Linked DNA regions of Mus musculus: region 1 is linked to region 2. The links are chromatin contacts, called in public HiCAR-type maps. All regions are on one chromosome and are shown on one strand. The core of a region is the stretch at or near the end of the contact, and the rest is flanking DNA. Distances in the headings are between cores, read along the strand shown. Region 1 holds the start of Pabpc4l (poly(A) binding protein, cytoplasmic 4-like). Region 2 holds the start of Pcdh10 (protocadherin 10).

The links. HiCAR-type assays count read pairs that join an accessible place to other places.
Region 1: a HiCAR-type map of astrocytes shows a contact between it and region 2, with 6 times the contacts expected there. The contact joins the promoter of Pabpc4l here to the promoter of Pcdh10 in region 2. A contact is called at or near these places in 8 of 39 promoter capture datasets (cranial neural crest, embryonic stem cells, frontonasal cranial neural crest and 4 more), 6 of 484 Hi-C or Micro-C datasets (embryonic stem cells, myocytes, neural progenitor cells and 1 more), 4 of 115 datasets of contacts at active chromatin or transcription factors (astrocytes, craniofacial prominence, embryonic forebrain and 1 more) and 1 of 9 other capture datasets (embryonic stem cells).

What each region holds. Positions count from the first base shown.
Region 1 is chr3:46,446,004-46,450,018 of GRCm38.p6, forward strand. Pabpc4l (poly(A) binding protein, cytoplasmic 4-like) reads right to left here and starts at 1,938. Exons shown (of 2, transcript NM_001101479.1): 1 at 1,814-1,938; 2 at 1-1,286. The coding sequence starts at 1,204. The coding sequence ends at 92.
Region 2 is chr3:45,375,984-45,379,962 of GRCm38.p6, forward strand. Pcdh10 (protocadherin 10) reads left to right here and starts at 2,415. Exons shown (of 5, transcript NM_001098172.1): 1 at 2,415-3,979. The coding sequence starts at 3,270. 2610316D01Rik (RIKEN cDNA 2610316D01 gene) reads right to left here and starts at 2,277. Exons shown (of 9, transcript NR_045172.1): 1 at 2,159-2,277.

The sequences.
Region 1 (4,015 bases), core at 688-3,187, 1.1 Mb after region 2:
AAGATTACCCTTCCTTATAGCACCGGAAAGATGGAGAGCAGTATCGTTCTCCTAGCTGCTTCTCAGATTGCGAGGTAGGATCATGTTGGGCTCAGTGCTTCTGTCCCAGTGCAATGTTGAGGGGTTTGGAGCCAAGGATGCGGCCGTTCATCTCAGCCATTGCTTTCGCCGCTGCCTCCGGGGAGAAGAAGCAGATTAAGCCAAAGCCTTTGCTCTGCCCTGCTTCCTGCATCACTTTAACCCTGCAAATGGACCCAAAGACTGAAAATTCCTTGCGCAGTGTTTCATCATCGATGGTGTCATCCAGGTTCTTAATGTAGAGCTTAGCTGCCTGGCGTGCACGGATTCTTTCCTTTTTCATCTGCTCAAACATTTCCTTTAACTCAGCCTGTCGTTCTACCTTCTTCTGGGCTCTGCCTACAAAAATCGTCTGCCCGTTTATGTCCTGTCCATTCATGTCTTCAACTGCGTTTTTCGCAGCCTCGTGGCTATCAAAACTCACAAATCCAAAGCCTTTGGACTTCCCAGTGGCATCTTTCATCACCTTAACACTCAAAGTTTGGCCATATTTGCTGAAAACTTCCCTGAGCTTCTCATCATCTACGTCATCTCCAAAGTTTTTGATATACACATTAGTGAACTCGGTTGGTTTGTCTCTGAGCTCAGCCTCCCGATCCTTACGGCTTTTGAATCTGGCCACGAACAAAGTGCTCTCCCTCAGCAGCTTGCCATTCATCTCCTCAATGGCCCTGTCTGCCGCTCTCCGGTCCTGGTAGTGCACGAAGCCATAGCCCTTGGAGCCTTCTCCATCAGTCATCACCTTGGAAGACATGATCGTTCCAAAAGGTGAGAAGTGTTCATACAAGGTTTTGTTATCAATGGATTTGTCCAGATTCTTGATAAACACATTCCCGACTCCCGATCTCCTCAGGCAAGCATCCCGTTGAGACCACATGAGACGAATGGATTTACCTTTGATCACGTCAAAGTTCATGGTGACTAAGGCCTTCTGGGCATCATTAACCTGGAGAAAATTGACATAGGCGTAGCCTAGTGAACGTTGGGAAATCAGGTCCCTGCAGATTCGGATGGACAACACCGGCCCCACTGTGCTGAACTTCCTGAAGAGCATGTCCTCCGTGACATCTTCGTGGAGGTCACCCACGTAGAGGGAAGCTGCACGGTACTTAGCTTCCAGACTCATCTTTTTCTTCTTGGCTTGTTTGGTTTATTTCCTTTTTTTGACCCCAACTCTACAAGCCTGCAGCTCTCAAGGCTGTAGCTTCCTGCAAGAGGGGAAGCGCAGTCAAAACTCAGGACCTGCACAGTGGCCTCCAAAGACCACTTAGAGGTCCAGCTACAGGGTCACTTGCACTTTCCAGGCAATACCTAGTCAAAAGAAAAAAAAAAAAAAAGCCAGAAACCCATGTCCTCTCCTGGTAGTTGGCAATCTGCCTTCACCTCTCAGCTTTCCTTCCCTTCCAACTCAGCAACAACTTACAAGTGGCTGGCCAGGACAGGCCCTTCATCTGCCTCCATCCCAGGCGCTGGTGGCTGGTTTCGGAGCACAAACAGGCCCAGACCCTGTGCTGTGTTCCTGTGTTCTGCTGGCTTAAACTTTCAGCCAAGCCTGGGGAGAGCAAGGCAGAGGGGGGCGTGCAACCCAGGCCCCCGTCTGTCCCGCGCAGGAAGCCCGACCCACGCCGCCCGCCCTGCGGCTGAGAGCCCGCCTGGGCCGCGTCCCTCACCCCCCACCCCCCACCCCGGTGGCCAGAGGCGCCCGGGACGATCCTGGCTGAAAACTGAAGCTCACCAGGTTATGGACTGCAGGCGGCAGGAACCCGGAGCTCGCTGGCTAGCACTGTTTGCTCTTTCACACTTTTTTGGGGGGGTACCATGCTCCTCCCCCGCCCCTCTGGCTCGCTCCCCAGCCTCTGCAGCTGGGCTCAGGGAAAGAGGCGGTGTCATGGGTGGAGAAAACGTCTGGGGGTGTGGCCGGGAAACCCACCACCAGACTGCTCCCCCCCGCGCGCGCGCACCCCCACACCCACACCCACCGGTCTGTTTTGTCCACGCCAGCCCTCCCAAGCAAAGATCGGGATCCTGGAAGTCCTGGAAACAACCTGTGATGGCCTTGACCAGGTCCGGACCGTATAGCTAGCCCAGCAACTTTCTGCAGAATCTGCATTCCCTCCTCCCAGGAAACTCGAGCCTCACTTGCTTTTCTTGCAAGTCAACTTTTAAAAGATTTTCCTTTTAAACGGCAGATTCAACCCTGAGTGAAGAAAACTTTTCCCGGCATCTCTTCCGGTAGTCTAGGTTTCTCTTTTTCACACAGTTGTACTGTCTCACGATCTCCTAGCTGATTACAAGAAACTACTTTCAAGAAACATATGCCACGTGTATTTTATTTTCAGAGATTTCTGGGAATGAGTGATTTACAGGGTGCCCACTATGTATTGAATACCTCACCCTGTGGAATAAATGAGGGTGTTACTGAAGCTGTATTGATAGTCGTGTTTAACTCAGTGTGCAGCAGATGTTAAATAAATTAATAGATTTAGAAATGTTGACAAAGTATCAAGAGTGTAATTGAATCCTTGTAATAGTGGCTCCAGTTCTTCTAACATTAAATAAAAAAGAAAGAAAGAAAGATTCCTAGAACATCTTACAATTCGAATCATGATGCCCTTAGAAAATCAAAATTATTTACTTGAGGAATTGAACTGGTCAGAGAACAAAAGCAAAAATAAATTTAATACATTGCGAAGTTTAATCAACATAGACATTGCCTAAAATCCTTAGTTAAAAGCAGATTTTGGTCCAATAGCTGAGATGGATGGGAGATTCAACAGTTCTAACTAATGAGACACAGGCAGTCTGTATACTCTGATTTACATGTGGGATAGAAGGATTTTGCATCTAATGACTCCAGAACTAATGCGGTGTTTTCTAATGTAACCAGAAAAATAATATGTATTTCTCCTAGGGAAGAAAATGACATTGTCTGAAAAGCCACTGTCAATGTACATTAAAAAGTACTCCAATTTTCACTATAAAATAGAAATTTATGTTAGCCTACTTAAAACTAACTATGCAGGAGGCTAGAATATCTCATCCAATATGTGACAGACTGTTGAAGAAGAATTATAAATAAACAATATTATGAAACTGTCTATTTTCTAATGATTTATCTAAAAGGAGATATAAATTTTCTACAGAAAATGCCCCTGGTCTCTTGTCTAAGATGGAACCCAAAGTCAACCACTGAAAACAATTTGAGAGCCTTAGGAGGCTGGACACAGTACCCAGGGCATCCCAGTGATTACGGAGCCAGTTTGCCTAGTTTTGTTTGTTTGTTTGTTTGTTTTCATCTAGAGACTCAGATACCTTTTTGCACTTGCTTTCCCAGTTCTGTGAAAATGCTCTGTTCTAAATTGGAACTCAAAACCATTCCTGTGAAATCTACCCATTAGCTGTATCTTCCACTAGAAAATGCATCAGTAATAAGTGTGCATTTGTTTCTCCTGTAAATCTATTTCTTGTTAATGGGTTTGTTCCAACCAAAACTCCAGTGTTGGAAAAAGTTATTCCTATATAGTAATGGATTTATGATTGCTTACAAACAAAGCTTGTTTGACCATATTTGTCTTCAGATCATGAGTGATGTGTTGTTTCTTCTTAAAGAATTGTTCATAAAAACAGTTGATTGGGTTCTAAACCATAATTTTCAAGACACAGAGAACACAATAGCATATTAAATACTATTTGTGCAATATGCTATCATGAATTTTAACTGTGAGACAATGCCACTACAATCAATTAATGTAAGAACCCTTTCATTTTCTGTTTTTTTCTCTTTTTATTGGTTATTTCATTTATCTATATTCAAATGCTATCCCCCTTCCCACTTTCCCCTCCACAAACTCCCCTATCCTATCCCCCCTCTCCACTGATTCTATGAGAGTTCCCCACCCACCCATATTCTCCTGCCTCACCACCCTAGCGTTCCCCT
Region 2 (3,979 bases), core at 1,165-3,664:
TGGTCCCCATTCAAACACAGCTGCCACCATTTAAAAAAAAAAAAAAAAAAAAAAAAAAAAAAAAGCGGCTCAAGTGTTACAGTGGATGCACTGATTATTTACAGGGAAATCTCAGGGAAATCTGGCCATCTCTTCACGTTCTCATCTCCACCTCGGCAAGCTCGCCGGCGTTCTGCAAACGCCCTAAGTCAGCTCGAACTTCAAGCTCCTTTCCGAGACACAAACCTCCGCCAGCACATCTGCACTGTCATTCCGCAGCGTGTCTCTCACACGAAAACATGCAGACACACAAGTGTTCCGTCCGTACAAATAAACACATTAAAGCATTACCATCGTGTTTGGATTTTTTTTTAAAGGCCCAGGGTTTCGGATGAGTCAGCTTGGGGTGCTAGAAAAATTGCATTTTAATGTTGTAGCTCTGAAGGGAGGGGGAGGGGCGGGAAGCACAGATGGCCACAGTGTATTAATATTCGGATACACTCTGAGCCCCTTTTCATTGATCCACAGGTCCTTTTTCTGCTCTGCCGCTTCATTCTCCGCCGCAGACGTGACGCTAAAATCATTTTAAACTGTAGCGGTTTGGTTTTGGCGGATGGTCAATTCAATGCAGCTGGAAAAGGCTTAGCCATGTTTGCTGGCTCCTTTTCCACCTACCCTCTTAAAGGTAGAACCCATCTCTCCGCAAGAGGCAAGTGGTAGGGGTAGGGGAACAGGCCGTTAAACACGGACTCTCCCGAGTGGTCCGAGCACGCCTCGCTGTCAATCACGCGTGGGGACGCGCACTCCTAATTTCTTTCCAGAAGGCACTGTAGCGTACCTTGCGGGCGGGGTGGGGGGTGGGAGGGGAGGGCAGTATAGGGGGAGGGGTGGTACCATTCCTTCCCTTCGGTTGCTGTAGCGTTACTCCTGGGTCATTCATTACCGGGAAGCCTCTAGGGAGTCATTCTAGTCTTTGGCTTAAACGGCTCCTCCGGAAAATAAACAACCTATTCCTTGCGGGCAGCACGTTGATAAGTATTAAAACGTATTCTTCGATATTTATCCTTGAAGGACAGGCATTCAGCGGGCTCTCCCAGCAGCGGAGAGTTCGTTCCCGCCGCCTTATAACTTCCCGGGAACTGGGCGTGTGGATACCCGTGGCTAGTCAGGCGCGCGGCTCAGAATCCCCGGACTGCTCCCCAGGGATTCGCACCGAACTCAGCTTGTGGCCAGCCAGCGAGGACGAGGGCCAGCACCAGGAATGTGCAAACGTGCCGGTGGATTCCCGCAGCGGTGCACACTCTATCCCCCGTGTGCGTGTGCACCGCCCCGCCCGCCCTCGCGGCCACCCCACGGTCATTCTCCAGAGAGCTGTCTTCGGGCTGGGCATGTACCTTCTTCCCACACCCCCTCTAGTTATGGAGGCAGGGATGGATCACCAAGGGTAAAAGAAAAATAAATAATTAAAACAGAAATCAGGCAAAAGAAGAAAAGAAAAGAAAAGCCCGCGCTCGCCACTGCTGCCTGGCGCGGGGCCAGGCGAGGCGCAGGGATATTGCTAGCGCCTCGCTGTGATGGGTGGTGCTGGATCCGGTGCCCTAGAGTGGGTTTAACGATGGCGGGCTCCCATGCATAAACTACAAAGAAGCCCCCAGTCCTTGACTGGGGTACTCACAGTTCGAAGCAATGTCCCCAAACGAGTTAATTTAGTAACCAAGCATTTTGTGGGTAGACATTAGATGGGTAGACGTTCAACCATCTGCCCGTCTATAGGAGCTGTCGCCCCAAGTCCCTTGGTCTGAATCCCTCCGCTTTAGGGGGAATTCACCTCCGCACTCCCTTTGCAGCCTGGTCTATCCTCCCCACACCTCCCCTTCTGACCCTCTAGCTTTGATTGACACATGCCATTTTATGCCGGCATTTAAATTGTCCGCGCGCATCTCTGCCAGAGTCCCTTGCTTTGGTAACCCCTACATGACTACCGGCCCCGGGGCAACTTTCCCCTCTTCTTGGTGATTTCTTTCCACGATCAGCAGGAGGGAAAACACCTTAAAGGAAAAAAAGAATGTTAGCGTCACTGGAAACCCCGCTCCTTGGAGAGGCTACCGCAGCTGTTGCTATTATGTTTTCGTATTTGCTGATGCAAACAGGGGAACCTCTCTTATTCCCTGCCCATTACCTGCGGCTGGGGACTGGGAACTTTCCGCGGCAGAGTCCCCTGCAAGCGCCTCGGGACCTGCGGGCTGTTCTTGCTCTCACACTCACACTCACTCCCGCAGCCAAAGCGAGCGTTCTGCCCCGCCCCTCCTGGCTGCCGCGTGACGTAACTACTTGACGGCCACTTTAGCCAACGAACAGTCGCTCGGTGGGTGGTGCTCCTCGGCGATTGGTTGGCAGAATGAGGGCGCTGCGCAAAAACAGAGAAGCGGAGCGCTCGGAGCTCAGAAACTGCCAGCCGAGATCACAAGCATTGGGGCTGAAGCAGGAGGCAGGATGGACTGAGAGGAGAAGAGGCAGGTTAGAGGGAGAGAGGCTTGCAAAGGAAACAGCAGAAAAGAAATAGCTGGTTGTGTTCACGCAAAGCCAGAGCCAGTGAAGTTGAGAATAGACACAAGACTATGAAAGCCAAGAGATGCAAAGAGAGACAGAGGGAAGAAAATGACAAGAGGAACGTCCATCCGGAGAAATGAAGAGAATGAAAGTTTTATGCTGCAGAACGGCTCCGTGTTTTTCCAGCAAAAATTTTTCTCGCTGTCTTTAACCCCGCTCGCGTTTGCCAGCCGTTGATATCAAGAGGCATGTTCAGTGGTGCCGGCAGCATCTCCTCTACCTTCTTTTCCTCTTCATCTTCCTCCTTCTCCTCTTCTTCCTCCTCCACATTCTCCTCCCATCAGCAGGAAGACAAACCTAGGACAGTCTTGAAATATCGAAATTTCCTCCTTGGGATTTGCCAGCGCCGCGTTGCGCCAACACTGTCGGAATAAAGGAGGCTGACTATTGTATGATCGTTATTTTATTAATTGGTCAGTGGGAAGATTACGGCTGAGCATAGGGGACATCTGTCACCCTTTCTGCGCTAAGATTGAAAAATGAGGCTCGATTTGGAGACGCTCTAAAATGAAGCAAAAGGAATCAAAATTTTAATACAGCCACAGGAGCCCCCCCCCCACGCAGCACACTTTTATTTATATTTTTTAGATTATTATTATTCTTTTTGTGGTGGTGGTTGGGGGGCGGTGATCGGGGTGGCTGGCTGGCTACAGGGGAGCTGCTTCCTTTTCCTTTTGGAAATGATTGTGCTGTTATTCTTTGCCTTGCTCTGGATGGTGGACGGAGTCTTTTCCCAGCTTCATTATACTGTGCAGGAAGAGCAGGAACATGGCACTTTCGTGGGGAATATCGCTGAAGACCTGGGCTTGGACATTACAAAACTTTCAGCTCGCAGGTTTCAGACGGTGGCCAACTCACGGACCCCTTACTTGGACCTCAATCTGGAGACCGGGGTTCTGTACGTAAACGAGAAGATAGATCGCGAGCAAATCTGTAAGCAGAGCCCCTCTTGTGTCCTGCACCTGGAGGTCTTTCTGGAGAACCCGCTGGAGCTGTTCCGAGTGGAGATCGAAGTGCTGGACATCAATGACAACCCTCCCTCCTTCCCAGAGCCCGACCTGACAGTGGAGATCTCAGAGAGCGCCACGCCAGGCACCCGCTTTCCCTTGGAGAGCGCCTTCGACCCAGACGTGGGGACCAACTCCTTGCGAGACTACGAGATAACCCCAAATAGCTACTTCTCGCTAGACGTACAGACCCAGGGAGATGGCAACCGATTCGCCGAACTGGTCCTGGAGAAGCCACTGGACCGAGAACAGCAAGCGGTGCACCGCTACGTGCTGACCGCGGTGGACGGGGGAGGAGGGGGAGGAGGAGGGGAAGGAGGGGGAGGCGGTGGGGGAGCCGGCCTGCCCCCCCAGCAGCAGCGTACTGGCACGGCCTTGCTCAC